4 separate regions of the Mus musculus genome follow, and regions 1, 3 and 4 are each linked to region 2. The links are chromatin contacts, called in public HiChIP or PLAC-seq maps. All regions are on one chromosome and are shown on one strand. Each heading gives the region's core, a stretch centred on a gene start, on an enhancer-like site or on the middle of the called end of the contact. The rest is flanking DNA. Distances are from core to core; before and after follow the strand shown.

The links. HiChIP or PLAC-seq counts read pairs in DNA pulled down with a chosen protein or histone mark.
Region 1: a contact with region 2 is called in an H3K27ac HiChIP or PLAC-seq map of embryonic stem cells, with 2.5 times the contacts expected there. The contact joins two enhancer-like sites. A contact is called at or near these places in 5 of 115 datasets of contacts at active chromatin or transcription factors (CD8 T cells, acute myeloid leukemia, embryonic stem cells and 2 more).
Region 3: an H3K27ac HiChIP or PLAC-seq map of embryonic stem cells shows a contact between it and region 2, with 2.4 times the contacts expected there. The contact joins two enhancer-like sites. A contact is called at or near these places in 1 of 484 Hi-C or Micro-C datasets (Th1 cells) and 3 of 115 datasets of contacts at active chromatin or transcription factors (embryonic stem cells and pancreatic cancer cells).
Region 4: an H3K27ac HiChIP or PLAC-seq map of embryonic stem cells shows a contact between it and region 2, with 3 times the contacts expected there. The contact joins two enhancer-like sites. A contact is called at or near these places in 2 of 115 datasets of contacts at active chromatin or transcription factors (both in embryonic stem cells) and 2 of 9 other capture datasets (adipose tissue and embryonic stem cells).

The regions. Positions count from the first base shown.
Region 1 is chr3:21,949,385-21,952,093 of GRCm38.p6, forward strand. The region is part of intron 1 of Gm31813 (a long non-coding RNA gene); the gene reads right to left. Among named protein-coding and RNA genes, the nearest start is that of Gm31813, 14 kb to the right of the region's middle. Within about 2 kb of position 1,402, at least 83 of the 459 cell types and tissues checked have an H3K27ac peak or open chromatin away from gene starts, as enhancers often do. A contact at or near this core is called in embryonic stem cells, where this site is marked.
Region 2 is chr3:21,671,330-21,674,105 of GRCm38.p6, forward strand. No RefSeq gene overlaps it. Among named protein-coding and RNA genes, the nearest start is that of Gm31693, 30 kb to the right of the region's middle. Within about 2 kb of position 1,347, at least 52 of the 459 cell types and tissues checked have an H3K27ac peak or open chromatin away from gene starts, as enhancers often do. A contact at or near this core is called in embryonic stem cells, where this site is marked.
Region 3 is chr3:22,155,233-22,157,932 of GRCm38.p6, forward strand. The region is part of intron 2 of Tbl1xr1 (transducin (beta)-like 1X-linked receptor 1); the gene reads left to right. Among named protein-coding and RNA genes, the nearest start is that of Tbl1xr1, 80 kb to the left of the region's middle. Within about 2 kb of position 1,364, at least 26 of the 459 cell types and tissues checked have an H3K27ac peak or open chromatin away from gene starts, as enhancers often do. A contact at or near this core is called in embryonic stem cells, where this site is marked.
Region 4 is chr3:22,120,586-22,123,285 of GRCm38.p6, forward strand. All of the region lies in intron 1 of Tbl1xr1 (transducin (beta)-like 1X-linked receptor 1), which reads left to right. Among named protein-coding and RNA genes, the nearest start is that of Tbl1xr1, 45 kb to the left of the region's middle. Within about 2 kb of position 1,371, at least 22 of the 459 cell types and tissues checked have an H3K27ac peak or open chromatin away from gene starts, as enhancers often do. A contact at or near this core is called in embryonic stem cells, where this site is marked.

The DNA of each region.
Region 1 (2,709 bases), core at 152-2,651, 280 kb after region 2:
GCCCACGTCACGAAATAGTTGCCTAAGCAATGTTAACCCTTCATAGGCACAGTACCTTCAACTGTTTCTTTCCTGCTTGGTTTAATGAGATTCTATTTCTGTTGTAATGTTGTAATGATGTATTTCACTGCATGGAATTTGGAGAACACTGCTTTAGGTTACAGTGGTGGGCTGGCCACTCAGCTTGCCCCAAGCTGGGTTTCCCTGCCTGCCTGCCTGCATGCCTTCCTGGCTGCCAGCCTGCCTGAGAAAGTGTGGAAACACTGAGTCAGAGATGCCTCCCCAATCCAGAAGCCACAGTTTGCCTTGTGCTGCATAACTGTTCCATGTCCACCCAAACAACCCTGCATATCTTACTTCCACATTAACTTCTAGTGGGAGGTTTTCCGAACAATACAACCCTATCTGCAAGACAGTCTAACAGGTAGTTAGCTTTCTGGCACCCAAAAGCTGTCAGGGTTTAGAAGAACGGATGTATGACAAAATGGGCTGTTAGGACATAAGGCCTGGTTGGAGGGAAGAGGTCACGGGGGATGGATCCTGGGGGACCACGGCTTATCCCAGCTTGTGTGTTCACTCAATGCCACATAGTTTCTCTCTCTCTCTCTCTCTCTCTCTCTCTCTCTCTCTCTCTCTCTCTCTCCTAAGTCTTTCTCTCCTGTCTTTCACAAGATGGGCAGCCTTCTTCCATTGTGTCCTTGTCTTGTCAAACACTAACCAATGCAGCCAGACAACTACAAAGTCTCTAAAAATAGCCAAAATAAGCACTTTCTCTTTTTAAATTGTTAGAGTCAGAGGCAAGCAAAAGTTAAGCTCCTTCTTCAAATTACCCATTTCATCTTCCAAAAAACCCTGTCCCTCAAGGCCACCTTGTTCTCTCTTCTTTACTGAGACCAATCTTAAGGCCCAGGCTTTTCCTGGTGTAGCTGCACTAGTGGAGGTTAACTTTCAGAAAATCTTAGCCAAATTGGGTGTAAATAATGTAAGGTTTTGTAAAACTGTTTGATTACCTCTAACAGGGTGTGTGTGTGTGGGTGGGGGTGTGTGTGGGGGGGGTGTAGGAAAATGTTTACAATTGCAGCTTGAATGTGGTGGCATCACAGAAATTTGACTTATCAGAGTTCACAAACCATTTGCAAAACTTATCAAGCATCGTTTGTGTCAGGGATTGTTACAGATCCTAAAGTTAGATAATTATCTTGAGATTCCTGATTTTAAAAAAAACGTACTTCCCCTTCACTGGGCTGGGTGTGGATGGGGGCTTATTTAGTCACAGGCTTCCAGAGAGAACAGGAGGTCGAAGCTTTGGAGGAGACTGGAATCTTCCAGGGACTTCAGGGTGTGGCCCTTAAACTGATTTGAAGAATTAAGGGAAGAAAACAACACAGGCATTCTAAGGTAGGGAGAGGCAGCACAGGAGCCCGGGGACATACAGCAAGACAGCAAGGTGAGGCACTCTGGCTGGTCTCAGACGGCTGAATGAAAGTCACCAGAAGAAACAGAAAGCTAGAGAAATGGCTCAGTCCTAGAGCATGCCTGTCTGCCAGTCCCAGAGCATGCGTGCCTGCCATAGATATCCAGACAAACATAATCAGGGTTGATTTCAAATTGTGTCCTAGCTACCTCTTCTCTTCCATTGTTCCTCAGGTTTTGAGAGTAGATTCCACGGATCTAATACTACATCTCATCCTCACTTACTAAACATCTGTGCTCAGCATTGTTAAGTAGAGTGTGGAGCTGGGATCAAATATGGTGATAATTCATGATTCAAATCTCACCCACGGAAACTTCTGCAATGAGGTCATTTACAACAGCACTAGTGTAGGGGGGGGGGGGTGATTTTAGGGGATTTAAGAAGACACATATCTACCTACAGTTTATAAAATTCTTCCTTTGGGTTGGAAGGATGGTCCAGTTGGCAGTTGGTCAAGTTCCTAGCAATCATGAGGACCTGAGTTCAGATCACTGGAACCCATGCAAAACTGATGTGTTGTTGTTGTTGTTGTTGTTTTGAAGAGCATGGTTTTTAATCTCAGCACTGGGAAGGCAGAGACAGGAAGAAGCCTGGAGCTCACTAACCAGCCAGCCGTGTGGAGTCGATGAGTGCTAGGTTTGAAGTGCGGGAAGGAGAGGAAGGCCTGACTGAATGGCGTCCCAAGTAAACGTGTTCCTCTGACATGGGCACTGCCACCGCCATTTCAAAGACTCCAATGCCTCAGAACCATGAGAAAAATCACAAAGCAATGCTCCTCCCACGTGAGGCCACAGGAAAGGCAAAGCCTTCTTGTTGTCAGTGTGTGGATATTGACAAGGTGTGCAGAAAATGTCCATCCTAGACTTCCTGTGCCAGATATGTATAACCTGGAGACTATTCTCCTACAGAGACAGCTTCTGCCAGGACTGGTAAACCCTGCCTCCTGTTCGGCTGTATGTGATAACCCCACTTCCCTATTTAACTTTATACCAACATGCCAAGCTGCTCAATGCTGCAGGTTCTCCATCAGAGAGCCAAGCGTACCCAATGCATCTCCCGGTGTCTGTTTATCTTTAGTTCAGTCCCTTACCACCCAAGTCAGCTCTATCCCTGACACCGTTCAAAGGGCTTGGCAGCAGAGAGTGATCAAAGAAGGCAAACAGTCTTTCTGTTCTGTTTTGTTTTGTTTTGTTTTGTTTGTTTGTTTGTGACAGGATCTCTCTCTGTAGCCCTGG
Region 2 (2,776 bases), core at 97-2,596:
AAATAGTGTTAGCAGAAGAAATGGGAGAGTTGAAAGATCAAATAACATTGCTTTACATTTTGAATAACATTCACTATTAAAATTATATAATGTGAGTCACAAGTAAGCAATCCTTAGACAGTCTTTCCAAGTCTAAAGGCAGCACATACACTTTGCATGCACACTTCCTCTGTCTGGTTTCTCTGGAGGTGAAAAGACTCTCTGCCACAGGCATACAATGAAAAACAAGTCAGTTGTGCCTGGACCAAAGGAACATGGAGTTCTAAAAGTATAAAACAAACTTCTGGAACCATTTTTCTGCACTTGATCAGGTTCTAAGTAAACTAGTGTTTTTTTTTAATATTAAACACACACACACTTCAAAGTTGATTAGAACTGATGAGATAAATTCAAACTGTGAACTGTTGGAGTCTCAAGTGGTCGTTAGCCTTCCTGACCCATACCTCACTCCATAAGTCTGACCAGGTGCCTAACTTATACATTGACCTTTCACAGTTCTGATATCTGTGGTTTTTCTTTCCCCATGGTCTTTTCATCCTCCTGAGTACAGTTTCTCTGCGGTAATGCACACCCATGTCAGTAAGGCCTGCAAGCATTCCTACTTATTCAGCACACAAAGAAGATAAAGGAGGCATTGTTTACTGAGCATCAACTTTGTTCCAGGTAACAGCTCTGTATCATCTCACAGAAATCTTGGCAAAAGACTAATATCAGCAGGCAAACATACATCAGAGCCAAGATTTCAAAGCCTGGGGTGTTCTGGCTCCAGAGTGTACAGCCTTCAACTCTTCACTAACCGCCAGCTAGAAAACACTTGGTCAAAACAACAAAGCTAAGTCAGGACAGAGTTTGTTTCAGAATCTGGGTTCCCATGACTCCAGCTTCTTTTTGTCCATAGAGTCACCCTAAAGGTCCCTTGTCCCAAGAATCCCTTGCATAGCTTGCTACAAGAAAGCCCAAGACAGGTCAGTTTCTCTGCCGAAGAACTGCATGGCTTGTAAAAGGTACATCTAACCCAAACAATCACTACCACCCCCCCACCCCCCCACCCCCCCACCCCCCCGTCTTTCCCTTAGACTCCAGGGTCTTCTTCAGGTTGGTAGACCTCTGATCATTCAGTGTCTTCATTGCAAAGCTTGCTAACTTCAAGTCCTGGGAATAGCATCATCTTTGATGACTCTCACCCCTCCCAGTGTATATGAATGTGAATGTGTTGGGACAAGCCACTGGGAGTAAAATCTCTCCATTTCCTGCCCAGCCACTCCTGTCCTGTTGAGGCAGGAGAATAGGGTGGAGAGTGAGGTCCAAAAGGCCTTATGCAAGGCCTGTAAATTAGCATATGAAAGAAACCAGTTGCCAGAAAGGAAGAACGGAACCATCAAGCATGCCAAGACTACTGTGTAACAGAGTCTGCCCAAAAGCTTACCAAATCCCTCTTTATGCAAATGCTTGAGAAAGTCTATGCTATGCAAATGACCTACAAAAGTTTCAATCGTTTGTGTACAGGGCCTTTGAGCTCCTAATCTTCCCCACTGCTATGGCCTGCTGCCTTCCTTGAAAGAGTATTTTTTCTTAATAAACTCAGCTTCAGCTACTATTCACATGTATCTGCCAAATTTCTTGTTCTGAGACCTGAAAATTGTTATAGAAGCCTATCCAATCCTAATATTCAGTATTATTCATTTTATCTTTCCTGCTAGGTGACTGATCTATTCCCCATTTGGCCTCTGTCTTGTTCATTACCTTGTTTAATGTTAAGGACTTGTAACAAACCAACCAAGTCCAACAGTTTCTAGTCAGTTCCTGCTAGGCCCTGAGGGATCAAAGGGGACGTGCAGTCAGAGTCTTCAAAATGACAAACTTTCAGGCTCCAGGTGCCCACATGGATAGAGCAAAGAGTCAGTTGGCCCCAACTCTGAACCACCCCAAAGTAGAGTTCAGATGTTAAAATCCATCACTATTTCAACTAGAGAGTAAAAGTATGGGTGTATTGGTGTAAATCCTGTTGCTTCCAGAACTTTGCTGCTATTTCTGTCCCTGTACTTTTCCTCCTCCCCATTGTTTTTAGTTGAGCACTTTGGGATCATTTCATGAGGCTCATGTTCCATATGTGTATATTAGGAATAACATCACTTTTTTGTAAATGTCAGATGTTGGACTCCAAAGAAGAACATCGGAGGAGTCAAAGGCAACTATATCTACAGGAATCATTGTGCAGAATGATAGTGGGAAAGTATTTCACCCAGCAGCAAAGTTAGCTCTCAGATGCAGGACAAATGGGTAACCAAGGTGCCTATTTAACATATCAAAGAGGACCTGGTTGTCAGGAACTCCCAGCAACCATCAATTCCTACCTGTTTAGAATATGACTGACATATCACACCTCCACCCTGAGCTACTGGGCTACTTCCCGCAGTTGCCCTTCCCTGTATAACCCAGTTACTTTGATTCCTAATTCTGAAAGTCTATCCTTTTCTTTCCTGGATTTTCCCTCTCTGCTCTCTCCTCTCTGCCTTCCCCTCCTTACATGTTCCTGCTCAAGGTTAGGTTCATTCTGGACTCTCCCAGGTGACCTGGACTCTCCCAGGTGTCCCAGCCTCTGGCTATGTTCTTCCTTTTATCTACAATAAACCTTCTTCTCCACCATACCTAGCAACAGTCATGCCCCTTCTTTTTTATTTCTTTTTTGTTTGTTTGTTTTCATTTAAGTAGAAAATGGGGGCTTAGCATTGATGTGGAATGCATATTTTACAGATGAGGAAATTAATGGAGCCCC
Region 3 (2,700 bases), core at 114-2,613, 480 kb after region 2:
GGAAATTATCTGTGGCTTGATCTGTGTAGTTATTCAGTACGGGTATCAGTGTACCACTGTTGTAGTAGAATGAGTTGGAGGAGCCTACATGCTAGGAAGGGAGAACTCTGACAAGAGAGAGTCTATCCTGAACTTGACCATCCCTTTTCTCCTGGAAAAGTATATCAGAGTTACAAGTTGGGTGGGATTTGCCCAGACATCTATCTGAATGAGAACTTGTTTTGTTGCGAAGCTTTCCAGTTACTTGTTTCAATAGCACTGATACTAAGTTGCTTATATCATTTTAATTCTCCTAGGTACTACACGGGTTAGAAACGTACCCATTCCATGTAGTTTTTTTTTTTAAGAGTATAAATGTTTACAGAATTTCTAAATGATTGGCTTATTAAATTGAAAGCTGTACTAACCCTACCCCTCACCCCTTTACTACTAGATATATTTCTTTTTTCTTTTTTCTTCTGGCCAGTTTGTTGCTATTTGTGGTTTGGTTTTTGTTTGTTTGTTTGTTTTGTTTGTTTGTTTTGTTTGTTTGTTTTGTTTTTTCCCCCTCTTAAAGAATTAGTGCAGTTTGACTGATTGGATGTATGGTTGTTTATAGCCTTACTTAGTTTCACAGATTTCTGCCTTAATCTTTCTCTTAGTCAGGGTTTCTATACCTGCATAAACATCATGACCTAGGAGCAAGTTGGGGAGGAAAGGGTTCATTTAGCTTACACTTCCATGTTGCTTACACTTCCTTCCATCACCAAAGGAAGTCAGGACTGGAACTCAAGCAGGTCAGGAAGCAGGAGCTGATGCAGAGGCCATGGAGGGATGTTACTTACTGGCTTGCTTCTCCTGGCTTGCTCTGCTTGCTTTCTTATAGAGCCCAAGACTACCAGCCCAGGGATGGTCCCACCCACAAGGGACCTTTCTCCCTTGATCACTAATTGAGAAAATGCCTTACAGTTGGATCTCTTGGAGGCATCCAAAACCAGCCAGTGCAATCTTTTAACACCGTCTACCACCTGCCGTTCTGTTTTTGTTTTGGATTACTCTTACTGTTTTTCCAGGACTTTGGAGTGCATTGTTAGTTGATTTTTGATCCCCCTCCATTTCGGCTCACATGGACAAGGTACACCTGAGTGGCAGGCCGGAGCTGAAAGAGGGAAACTAGGCAGAAGAGAGAAAAATGGAGCTAAGTCAAGGTTCCTGATCAAAGCTCAAATGTTTAATGGCAAATGCGCTTATAAAGTGGGAGGGAGGGGGAGGAGGCCCATTCCTGCCAATTCATCCTTGGAGCCCAGCTGCAGGCGACCCAGGTGCAGGATAGGGTGTAGCCTACCAGCAAGTAGCAGAATCTTGAAGGAGAACAGCAGCAGTGGCTGAACAATAGAGTGATCTAGGGAGGAAGGCTCCACCCTGGTAATCTCCTTTGTGGCAGCAGGGTCCAGGTCTGGCTCAGCCTGCTTCTGGCTGGGGGGAGGTTACACCCCTCCCCAAGTAAGCACTCACTAAAAACTGTCCTCTTAGAACTGCCTTAGCTGTCTCACATGACCTAGCTTTTATTAGCTTTCATGTCCATAATCTAGAGGCTCTTTTCTTTACTGAGGTTCTCAGTGGTCATCTTAGGGTGTTTTGTTCTGTCTCCATGTATTCCTGTAGCTTCTTTAGTTTTCTAGTAATTAGTTTCTAATTTTATTGCATGTTGATATGATGGATAAGAGCGGTTAATTTGATCCTTTTGCTTTTGGTAATAGTTGGTTTGTGGTCTGCAATGTGCTCTATATTAAGTTTTCCTTGGCTGTTGAGACTGTTTTTGTTTCTGTTGGAGTCTCTCTGCTGTAGGTAGTGGTTGCACACACTATGCTATAGTTTAGCTCCTGGTTTTCTTTGCTGGTTTTCAGTCTGGATTCTCCTATCTAAGATGAATTTGAAGCATTGAAATCCCCCATTGATCTTACATCAGGACCTATCTGACCTTTTCTGTTCTCTGATGTTTGTATGAGATTGGAGCCTTAATGTTTGGCTTGGCTTACTGTAAATTGCCTTTCTTATATTTAGGTATGCCCGTTTTATCCCCAGTCTCTCTAAAATTTTTATCATGAAGGGTTATTAGATTTTGTCAAAGACCTTTCAATATCTAATAAGATGATCATGTGGTCTTTCCTTTTCTTTCAGTTTGTTTATATGGTGGATTAGAGTGAGAAATTTTTCTATGTTGAATCATTCATGCATCTCTGGGATGAAGCCTACTTGATCATTGTGGATGATGATGTTTTTGAACTGTTCTTGTATTCAGTGTACGAGTAGTATTTTATTGAGGATTTTACCATCTATGCTCATAAGGAAAATTTCTTTTTCTTGAATTTTTGGTTGGTTTGGTTATCAGGATAACTTTTGCCTCTTAATAAATTTGGAAGTATTCTTTATGTTTGTATGTTGTGGAATAATTTGAAGTGTATTGGCCATAGTGTGTCTTTGAAAGTTTGGTAGAATTCTGTGATAAAACCATCTGGCCCTGAGCTTTGATTGTTTGGGGGACTTTTAAAAACTGCGTCTATATCCTTAGGGGTTATAAGTCTATTTAAGCTGTTAACTAATCTTGATTTAATTTTAATATGTAGTATCTAATAAGAAAATTATCTGTTTCTTTTAGATTTTCCAATTTTATGGAGTACAAGTTTTTAAAGTATGACCAAATGATTTGACATTTCCTAG
Region 4 (2,700 bases), core at 121-2,620, 450 kb after region 2:
ATGATATTACAAAGGAGATAATTTTAAACCGTCAGAACCTCTGAATCTTTTGCAATTTCTGTGATGTTGGCTATACTATGGAAGAATGGTTTTTGTTCTTATGGGAATTTGTGGAAACTACACCAATTGAAGCTCTGTATAGTACTTAGGCAGCAGCATGTTGAGACACAGCTCAGAGCAAAGAAGTGTTTGTGTTTTGAGACAGGGCTATAACCTGGCTAGCCTAGAAAATCGCTGGCTCCTGGTCATTCTGTGCCTTCTTTCCAAGTGCTGGGATTTAAAAAACACGCTACCATGCCTGCTTTCTAGTACTTTCTTTGTTTTAACTGGTGTGTGTGTGTGTGTGCGCGTGCACGCGCGCACACGTGGCATGTATGTATGTATATACATGGCCAGAGGATAACCTGGCATGTTAGCACTAAGGTGTCTGTTTTCTTTTTTTGTGGATAGGGTCATAACTGTGTGTCCTTGGCTGTTGGGGAACTCAGTGTGTAGTCAGACTGGCCTTACTTTTGCAGGGATCTAGCTAACTCCACCTCCTGAGTGGTCAGATTAAAGTTACCGGGCTCCATCCAGAGATAGTTAATGCATCATGTTTGTCAATGACAGATTCATTTTGAAAATAAATGGCCTGTTATTTTACACATGTGCATTTTTCAAGAGAACTGTAGTTGTACTTGTTAAGGTGAGGTTTGAACTACCCATTCTGGTATTCTTAGAATTTAATGTAGAGTACAGTTAGATCATTTTATTTTGTCTATTTCTCTACTAAGGCCTGTCAGGATTTTGTTGTTGTAGTTCTGCGATGCAGCCAAGGTTACATTACTGTGTCTTTGTATGTACGTGTGCTGAGCATGTGTTTCAGTGTTTGAGGTTGTGCTGGGAGTTCTAAGGCACGAGGCCACTGTGGACTTGAGTTCAGTGGCTGAGATGTAATCAGGAGATCGTGCTTGTCAGCATCCAGTGAAGCTTGAAGGAGTCGGAGGGTATTTCTAGCTGTGGACATCATGGAGGAGAGGCTCAAGGCATCTCTTGGAGTATCAGTAGTAACATGCCAGCTGAGCTAGACAGCACCGAGAGCCCTGGCAGTATTTAAGTTTTGTTGGGGCCGGCCTGCGGCTCTCATGTCTGGGTTTGAGCCTTGGAGGCAAACCTGGAGCTGAAAGAGAAGAGGGAACCTAGGTGGGTCGAGAAATAATGGAACCAAGACATGCTAGTCTGTTGAAGGTTCTCCAGTTTACTAAGAGAGTGTGCTTATAAGGGGGAAGGCCCATCCCCCGCCAGTCCTTTCTTGGTGTCTGGAGCCAGCCTGCAGGGGATGTGCAGGATAGCAGTTCCTCCAGAATGTCTCAGGGGCCTCTCAGCAGGTAGCAGTGCCTTGGTGAGAGCAGTGGCGGGTGACAGAACAATAGAGCCATCTAGGTCAGAAGGCTCCACCCTAGGGAATCTCCTTCTCAGTGGCAGCCAAGGTCAAAGTCTGGATCAGCCTGCTTCAGGGCAGAGGGAGGCTACAAAGTTTGTGGTTTTTTTCAAAACCCAAATTGTCATTTTTTAAAAATTAAATTTCTAAATGTATTACAAACAATTGACATCTTTCTTACAAGAGAAGCTTAAAAAGGAAAGAGCCTCGTGCTGACACTTAGATACAGGAGAGGGCAGGTTAGCCCCTTCCTAGGTTCAGGGACATTGCTGTGAGTAAAGCAGGAATTTCTTGTATGTTAGGGGGCAGCCCATTGCCATTTTCAGTTTTTATTTTTCATTTGATTCTGATTTATATGAAGCAGCTACTTGTTTGTTTGATAAATACAAACAAAACACGTTCATGTTATAGATGAAGGAGGTAGCAAGCACTGCCAGATTTCATCACCCTTTCTCTGGTTGATTGATCAGTCATTGGTCTTGAGGACCCAGGAACTAGGTAAGTCGATAATTCGAACATGTAGCTGAGCCTGATGTTAATATTTGGTGCGCAGGTGAAAGACGCATGATTTCTGCATAAGGAACAAATCCAGTAACAACTTTGTTGTCCCAGCGAGTCTGATTCTTTTGTGCTCGGCTCTATCAGGACAGGACTGAGATAGCCTCTGGCTGCTGTCACCAGAGGCTCTCACACTTGACTGTTGTTGGGCGGCTTTTCTCCACCTTCCATCTGAGACAGGTAGAAACACAGATGTGGTCAATAGGATGAGTTGTGTGTGAATATAGTCACCATATTGTGAGGTAGGGTTTCACACAGTGGTCCCAGGAGACACACACTGAATTTTGTCTTCTGTAGCCCCTTGGGAGAACTTCACAAGGTCTTCAGTGATTCTTACTGGTGGCCAGTAGGGTGAGTAGCATGTCATTGGCTGTATTTTCAGGTCCAGTATTTAGCTGGGGTCTCCTAAACTTTCACTTAGAGTAAGTAACTCATTCAGTGTAGTCTCTTGGGAATACTGCCTGGAGGAACCCTAGATTGGTAATGGATCATACTCTCTTTGATCAGGTTATGAATAATCTTAGTCTATACCTCTTTCATACTACACTGGGTTAGGATCTGGCTTTAGGCTCGACCTGGGATCTTCACACTGAAGGGTTCAGTGGCTAATAACAAAATCTGGCTGTCTAGCTATATACTGCTGGGCAGGGGATTGATGAACCTGAACTTCTACCCCAGCCATCAGAAGTCCCTCTGCCCTCAGGGATTGCTGCTTTTCTCTC